Linked DNA regions of Zea mays: region 2 is linked to region 1. Evidence: chromatin contacts called from public Hi-C data. All regions are on one chromosome and are shown on one strand. The core of a region is the stretch at or near the end of the contact, and the rest is flanking DNA. Distances in the headings are between cores, read along the strand shown. Region 1 holds the start of LOC100284692 (HD domain containing protein). Region 2 has its middle 66 kb from the start of LOC100194330.

Region 1 (4,033 bases), core at 903-3,402:
ACGCCTAGGTGTCCAGGCGACATTTTTTGCTTGGCGTCCGCGGCGCCCAGGTAAACTTGAGTATGGCGTCCGCCTAGGCGCGGTAGGCGTCTGGGCGACGCCTTTCTCCCCCCTGGGCGATGCCTAACCTAGGGTTTGTTGGCGCTGGATTTTGGCGCCCGATGCGCTAGCTTTGGCGGGCGTTGCCCCTGTAAATTGGCGCGTGTTCCCCTTGTGCGCGGCTGCTCCTCCCCTTGCGCGCGCGGCTCTTCCTGTGCGCGCGGCTGCTCCTCCCTGCGTGCCCTGTGCTCGCCGCTCGCGGCTGCTGCTCGCCTGCTCGCGGCTGCTGCTCGCTGGGCGCGCGGCTGGCTGGCTGCTCCCCCTCCCTGGGCGCCCCTCACTGGTAGATTGGTAGACTGGTAGGTCCTCCTCCCCTGCTTTCTCTCAGGTGTCAAGACTCAAGAATGATGTTCCTCCTCCCCTGCTTTCCCTGCCCCCTGTAACAGCTGTTTGGTTGCTTGGTATTTGACTAGTAAGGCGTCGCCTAGGCGTTCAGGCGGTGGCTGAGCGCCTAGTTCCGCCTAGCCGCCTTTAAAACCATGTAATCTACCAAGATTGGTAAATCTGACGGATCTGCTAAGTAAAAAAAAACATATACATAGCTACAACTAGCAGTCATGATGATCAGACACTGGAAAGACAAATAACAATAATAAAAGAACATTATAGAAACAATTGCCTTCTTACTTTATCAAAATCTTTTACAAGATTGGCTTCAATAGAAGAATTGTTCTCATATTCTTCCCACAACTCTTTAATCTCATCAGCTGCAAAACAAAAGTATTATAGATAAATAGTTCGTCTTTTGGTGTTGGAAGTTTCTACATGATCTGACATTTAAGATAGAAAATGTGCACCCACCAGCTGGCCCACCACCAAGAACTTGGCACATTTCATCTAGTGCTGCTTGTTCGCGCCGGCTTTTTTCAGCCTTAGGTATACCATCCGATGGGGTAATGTCACCAACAATAGCTATTAAACAAAGAATTTTAAATATTTGACTAATTTACTAAAGGGATTTGTGGATGAAATAAGCATTTAAGCTAATAAAGTATTCGCAGGTGAAGTGTAGTTTTCATGATCAGATAAGTGCATTGGACATACAAGACACCAACAATTTGTGTACTGCATGGCACACATGACCTTGACCTACCTTCTGCAATGTCATGCACAATAGCAATTTTGATACACCTGATTAAAGAATGATGGTCAACACCAAGCAGAAAACTAAGATATGACAAAGGCTAAAGCATAACGAAACAATAAAGCGAAAGATTAATTTGAAGAGATGGACCTTTCTCGATCCACAGCAGGCAGATCACCAGCAATCAGAGCCATCAAGGCCATTCGGTACATGTGATCAGCAATGGACTCAGGGCCCTTGATGCTATGGTTTATCCATCCTTTCCTTTTGGTGGTCTAAAGAATAAACAAAAGGAATAGGCACCAGAATCATGTGATATGATGGACCTAAGCATCAAAGAAATTAGGGGCATGAATGAATTGATCCAAATCATTGCACATGCACAAGGCGGTGCAGCCACTTTTACTTTCTGTGTGCACTTTAGAATTTCTTACAAATATTGTGAGCATCTCCGGTGTGACCCTAGCGGCCTTGGAACAACATATCAGGGGACGACTGATTAGTACGAGCATGATTAGTAGTATCTTGTACCTTGAGGCGGTGACACAGGGTGAGGAAATCGATGGCCGAGGCGGCCGACGACGGCACTGAGGTCGGTGCCACGGTCGCGGCGTCCTCCGGCGGTGGCGGCCGCCTGGGAACGGGCGATCCGCCAGGTACAGGTCCCCCAGAGACGGCGGTGACGACCAGGGCGAGGCGGCGCGGCGTGCGCTCGACGGGGAGGATGCGCTGCGGGGTGCGGCGCAGGAGGCCACGCGCCGCGGGTTGGGAGGGAAACCGCGAGCTCACCGCCATGGTGAGAGCTCCGGTAGACGGTGAGAGCTAGGCTCTGGATCGGAAAGGTCAGAGATCAACGGCGGCGGCTCTGCGCCTCTCTTTGCTTTTGGGGAACAGGCGGACACCAGACGGCGGACAGGCTGGGTGGGCAGGAGCGCGAGAGGCGAGGTGGGACCGTGGGAGTGGGATCGGGTCGGACGCCAGTCTCTGCAGCTTGCACACAGCATCTCTTTTCTCTTGTGAGCATCCGACCGTCGGAACGACCGTACTACCAAACACAGATGAACGACGCCGGCCGGGCTGTGCTAGAGATGGCCAAACGGGCCGCCCGGCCCGGCCCGGCCCGGGCCCGGTGAAACCCGGCCAAAAACCGGGCTGGGTCTGCTGAGCCAGCGGGCTTAATTTTCTGTCCAAGCCCGGCCCGCAGCGGGCCTAAACGGGCCGGGCCGGCCCGTTTAGCACGAAAAAACGGGCCAAAAAAACGGGTTAAACGGGCCGGTAAGCACGTTTTAGTGTAAAAAACGGGCTTGACGGGCTTAGAGGTAAACGGGTCGTGCCGGGCTAGCCCGCCGTGCCTAGTTTCTTGTCAAAGCCCGCCCGCTTATTCTACCGTGTCGGGCTCGGACCGGGCCCAAAAAGCGGGCTTCATGCCGGGCTCATGGGCCTCGTGCTTTTTGGCCATCTATAGTGCTGACTGACTACTGTAACAATATTTATTAAAAAAGCTATAGTTTTACAATATTATAGTTTACTATTGTCATAATAATATCGTAGTTTTGGCAACTCAAAAAACATTGTTTAATATAATATTGTAAACTATGATATTAAACAAAGAAAGCAATGCCATGGAATTTTTTGGACCGGAGTTTCCAATAACTAAAAATATCTTGGTATCTAAAATATCATGTATTTGCAAAACATGTTTTTATGAACATAACCAAATAGCTTATGACATAAAATATTACGATATTACTCAAAACATAGTATTGCATAAAAAATCTAGAAATACTTCACTCCATAGGTCCTAGAAGATTTCAGTCACATGATTGGTGCATAAAAAATGTTTAGTAGTATAAATTCACGTATAGTTCTATCAATTCATATTTATTTGTATAAATTCATGTTTAATTGTATAAATTCGTGTATAATTCTATAAATTCATATTTATTCGTATAAATTTTTAATTCTATGAATTCATATTTATTTGTATCAATCCATGTTTAATTCTATACATTAACGTATAATTTCATAAATTTATGTTTATTTGTATAAATTCATGTATAGTTCTATAAATACGTGTTTGTTTGTATAAATTTATGTTTAATTATATACATTTATGTTTAATTAAATAAATCCATGTTTTTTAAAAATATGTTTTTATAATTTATGTTTGATTCTAAAATTCATGATGTGTATTGCTACGGTTTCCATGTTCTGCGGTTTCTATATATCACATATTCTAAAAAATATGTGTTCTATTGGTTAGCAGGTTAGGTGAGTGTGAACGTGAAGGCGTGAAGCTAACAACCAAGGTTTAAATCCTCGTTTGCGCATAAGTTTATCCTATTTTTTTGCATAAAATGGGAAGAGAAGAGGTAATACACGGCGACGGTCAAACCGCGGAGATTTGAACAACAGCATAAGTAGGGCGGTCTGAACTAAGCTTCAGTAAATCCAAACTTCTGACATTTTTGCATGTTACTAGGCACTTGTCTGAACTAAGCTCATAACTTTGAACAAACCCATCATTATGGAGAGCTAATTTTCTACTTTTTCTGTAGAAACAATTTGTCTCGTTGTGCTTTCTGGGCTGATCCCGTACTCCATTTCACATCGATAACGCGCCCTCTTCCACCTATAGGTAGTTTGAGAGAAGTTTCTTTTGAAGTGGATACCTCAAGACCAAAAATAGCCCGTAATAATCCAGCTTCCGCGATATAGGACGATTCGCTCGCTATCTAAGGCGTTAATTTACCTACTAAAATATTGCCAGTTTCTACCCAGGATCCCAACCTTACAACTCCATTTCTGTCCAAATTGCAAAGTAAATGTTCTTCTAGATGTGGTATTTGT
Region 2 (4,122 bases), core at 1,169-3,668, 74 kb after region 1:
CGCCCAGGTCGGGTGCGCTTGCAGTAGGGGGTTACAAGCGTCCACGCGGGTGAGGGAAGCGAGCGGCCCCAAGAGAGCGCCTGTCCCGTCCTCGTCCCCGCGCGGCCAACCTTCTCTAAGAAGGCCCTGGTCCTTCCTTTTATAGGCGTAAGGAGAGGATCCAGGTGTACAATGGGGGTGTAGCAGAGTGCTACGTGTCTAGCGGGGGGAGAGCTAGCGCCCTAAGTACATGCCAATGTGGCAGCCGGAGAGATCTTGGCACCCTGCTGGTGTGATGTCGTGGCTGTCGGAGGAGCAACGGAGCCTGGCGGAGGGACAGCTGTTGGAGCGGTTGTGTCCTTGCTGACGTCGCCCTGCTTCCGTAAGAGAGCTGAGAGCCGCCGTCGTCACGGGGCTAGCGGGGCGCCATCATTGCCTATCTGGCGGAGCTAGCCATATGGGACACCGGTCTTGTTCTCTGCGGCCCGAGTCGGCTCGGGGTAGGGTGATGATGGTGCTTCCTGTTGACGTGGCTGGCCTGTGCCCTAGGTTGGGCGACGTGGAGGCTCCTCCGAAGCCGGGGTCGAGTCTGTCTTCCATGGCCGAGGCCGAGTCCGAGCCCCTGGGTCGGGCGAGGCGGAGGTCGTCAGCAGAGGCCAGGGCGGAGTCCGAGCCCTGGGGTCGGGCGGAGCGGAGTTCACCGTCTTCCGGGGCTGAGCCCGAGTCCGAGCCCTGGGTCGGGCGAAGCGGAGTTCGTCGTCTTCCGGGTCTTAGCCCGAGTCCGAGCCCTGGGTCGGGCGGAGCGGAGTTCGTCGTCTTCTGGGGCTGAGCCCGAGTTCGAGCCCTGGGTCGGGCGAAGCGGAGTTCGTCGTCTTCCGGGGCTTAGCCCGAGTCCGAGCCCTGGGTCGGGCGGAGCGGAGTTCGCCGTCTTCCGGGGCTTAGCCCGAGTCCGAGCCCTGGGTCGGGCGGAGCGGAGTTCGCCGTCTTCCGAGTCTTAGCCCGAGTCCGAGCCCTGGGTCGGGCGGAGCGGAGTTCGCCGTCTTCCGGGGCTTAGCCCGAGTCCGAGCCCTGGGTCGGGCGGAGCGGAGTTCGCCGTCTTCCGGGGCTTAGCCCGAGTCCGAGCCCTGGGTCGGGCGGAACTTCCTATGGCGCCTTTGGCAGGGCCTGGCTTCCTTTGCGTTAAATGCTCCTGCGACTTGGCCGGTCGGTGCGGCGATTTAGTCAGGGTTGCTTCTTAGCGAAGGCAAGGACTCGGGCAAGCCGGAGATGTGTCCGCCGTTGAAGGGGGGCCTCGGGCGAGACGGAAACCCCTCGGGGTCGGCTGCCCTTGCCCGAGGCTAGGCTCGGGCGAGGCGTGATCGAGTCGCTCGTATGGACTGATCCCTGACTTAATCGCACCCATCAGGCCTCTGCAGCTTTATGCTGATGGGGGTTACCAGCTGAGAATTAGGCGTCTTGAGGGTACCCCTAATTATGGTCCCCGACAACTATATTAATATATTAAATAAATTAATCCAATAGACATAGATTAACCCAATTAACATAGGATAAATAAATATCTAATTATAAAAGTATGAAACATGGTATAATCAATGTTGTTACTGCGTAGTAAATATTCATACGAGACTAACACAATTGGAACGTTTCAATTTAGAATTAAAATGGGGAAGTTACGAATTTCCAAAGTTTCTATGTATTTGATATATGATTAATTAGGAAATCAATTTTATTGTTGTTTTCATGACAAAACAGAGGTATTATATGATAAAAAATAATATTATAGAATTATAGAAATTGGAATGAACTCATTTGGATTTAATATGAAATTTCCATGAATTAAATGGGTTTCTGCAATTATTTTTAAACTAAAAATCAATTTTTAAACTCCTTTTCCCTATTTTCTTTATTTCCTGGACTGCGTCCCAAATTCCAGAAAGATCAGGGGCCAAGCTATAAATGTTTTTCTAGACTCAGTGAGCATACAGAGTGGACGGCGGGTTAAACACAAATAAAGTCTTAGTTGAAGTTGTACATAATTCAACATGAGTCATGTTGGCTAGAGGGTGGAAGGTTAGACATTCTATTTAATAGATCTAAGGTTTAATCCCTGAGTAGCACGATTTAATTTTTTTTTCTGCGCGTGGAACGGAGGAGAGCAGAACGGCAGAACACGGGGGAGGGCAGAACGGCATACTACTCTTACCTTCTTAATAAGTAGTATATAGATTAGAGAGTTATACATAAACATATGACTTTAAATGTTGCACTTTTCACTTGTAGACCACTGTGCACCCTTCTTTCACTTATAGAACCGAGAAAGGTTGTCTACCTCTGATCCTTGTCGTTGTCACATAATCAAAGACAAGTAAATATAAGGGACAAGTTTGCCCCTCCCTATCGAGGGCTCCACCCTATCCATAATGAGTCATCCTCTGTTCTTTTCCCGAGTCGATGAGTCGCCCTTCATGTTGCCTTGTTGTTGCGGCTGCTGGGAGCAGAAGGGGACTCCTAGCTTCCTTGCTTGGTCGTTGGTTCTTGATGTACATGCAGCTGGGAGTAGAAGATAGGGATGCTGCTGCTAGGAGTAGAAGAAGAGGATTGTTGTGATGTCCTGCTTCTGCTGGAGCAGAAGGGGGCTCCCAGCTGCCTTTCTTGCTCGTTGGTACCTACTACTGCTTCCTTGTGGTAGCTGTTGTTTCATAACCATATTGGACTCGTCCATTCAAACACAAGGGGAGTACTGTAGGGAGGAGAGCTAGGCAGGGACAGAGGACTAGCGTTCGACAGTGACTAGCCATCTACATCGCTCGGCAGAGAGGAGAGCTGCACAGGGATAGAGAACCAACGCTCGACAGTGAATAACCCTCGGTGTTGCTTAGTAGAGAGAGCTAGGCGGGGACAGAGGATGCCTCGGTGCCTCGGTGGCATTGGTTACTTGGTTAGTGAGCAGTGCACAGCGTCGCTTGGCAGGGAGGGGAGCACTACAGGGAGGAGAGCTCGGAAGTGGGTAGCGCTCAGCAGCACTCAACATTGAGCAGACCAAGTCTAGAACACTCGGGAGTACTGCCAAACTGAGGAAATGGAGGAGGTGCGGTAAGGTCAAAAGGACTTAGTGGTTACTCATGTTTGGCTTGTTAGCTGACAACCATATGTTTTGATTTTAGATAGCCTTTCTCGGTTCTATAAGTGAAAGAAGCGCGCACAGTGGTCTATAAGTAAAAAGTGCAACATTCAGAGTGCTAAGTTTGTAAATAACTCGTCAGCAGATTGCCCACCAAGCTCTATGGATGAACAACCAGCTACGGTCTTCGTTAGACCTAAGTACCTAACGATGTTGAGATAAGTAAGGTTTATCGAGCCATTGGATCATGTTTAGCTAGACTTCATGTTTGGCCAGTGGTCCAAGTACGGTTTATTGGGCTACTTTTTGTGTTGGGCTGAATTGAAAAGCATAGCTAAAATGTTGTGTTGTGTCAAATAAAATCTCACATACATAAAAGACCACAAGTTCACTATCAGTTATATATCACAAGTTACTTACATTTAAGATCATAAATTTACAAGTTACTAAACTCATTCACGAACCACAAGTTACTAAAACTAAAAGAACCTAAATGAAGTTTAGGATTATCACATTTTGAGTTGCTTGTGCAATGCTACTTCATTAAAAACCTTTTAGGTAAAACTCCCACGGTCCCACCTCATGTGAAACCTAGGAGAAAAGAGTACAACTAGCTCATTTTCAAATCCAAATGTTCAAAGTTATTAAAAACCATAGTTTCGAATCTCATCACAGGCTCACACTCACTCTAACTCACAGTCAGATTCACACTCACTCTAACACATAAACTCATGCAGAAGCACCAATAAAAACACTCACTCATACTCATGTAGAAGCTCCAACACTCACTCTAACTCACAATAAGTTCTTCAAGGAGTCTTCTAACTCCTTGTCCTACACAACATATTGTGTGCTTTGTTGGTCTAACTCACAATCCTTGATGCAGATCAACATCTCCACCATCTCTGGGTTCAAGCGTCATTGCCGCTCATCAAGGGTCTTGCCAAAAAAGACTAAAGCAAGACTCTAAAGTAGTTGAGATAGAAATTAACATAATCTCCTTGACCATTATAGAGAGAACT

What was found. Hi-C and Micro-C count contacts between places; a contact is called where the count stands out from the background.
Region 2: a Hi-C map of leaf shows a contact between it and region 1, with 2.7 times the contacts expected there. The contact joins the enhancer-like site here to the promoter of LOC100284692 in region 1. A contact is called at or near these places in 4 of 25 Hi-C or Micro-C datasets (all in leaf).

Annotation. Positions count from the first base shown.
Region 1 is chr3:220,739,806-220,743,838 of Zm-B73-REFERENCE-NAM-5.0, forward strand. It overlaps LOC100284692 (HD domain containing protein), which reads right to left and starts at 2,153. Exons shown (of 8, transcript NM_001157587.2): 1 at 1,715-2,153; 2 at 1,334-1,458; 3 at 1,193-1,230; 4 at 901-1,011; 5 at 727-806. The coding sequence starts at 1,978.
Region 2 is chr3:220,813,198-220,817,319 of Zm-B73-REFERENCE-NAM-5.0, forward strand. No RefSeq gene overlaps it. Among protein-coding and RNA genes, the nearest start is that of LOC100194330, 66 kb to the left of the region's middle. Within about 2 kb of position 2,419, at least 9 of the 20 cell types and tissues checked have an H3K27ac peak or open chromatin away from gene starts, as enhancers often do. A contact at or near this core is called in leaf, where this site is marked.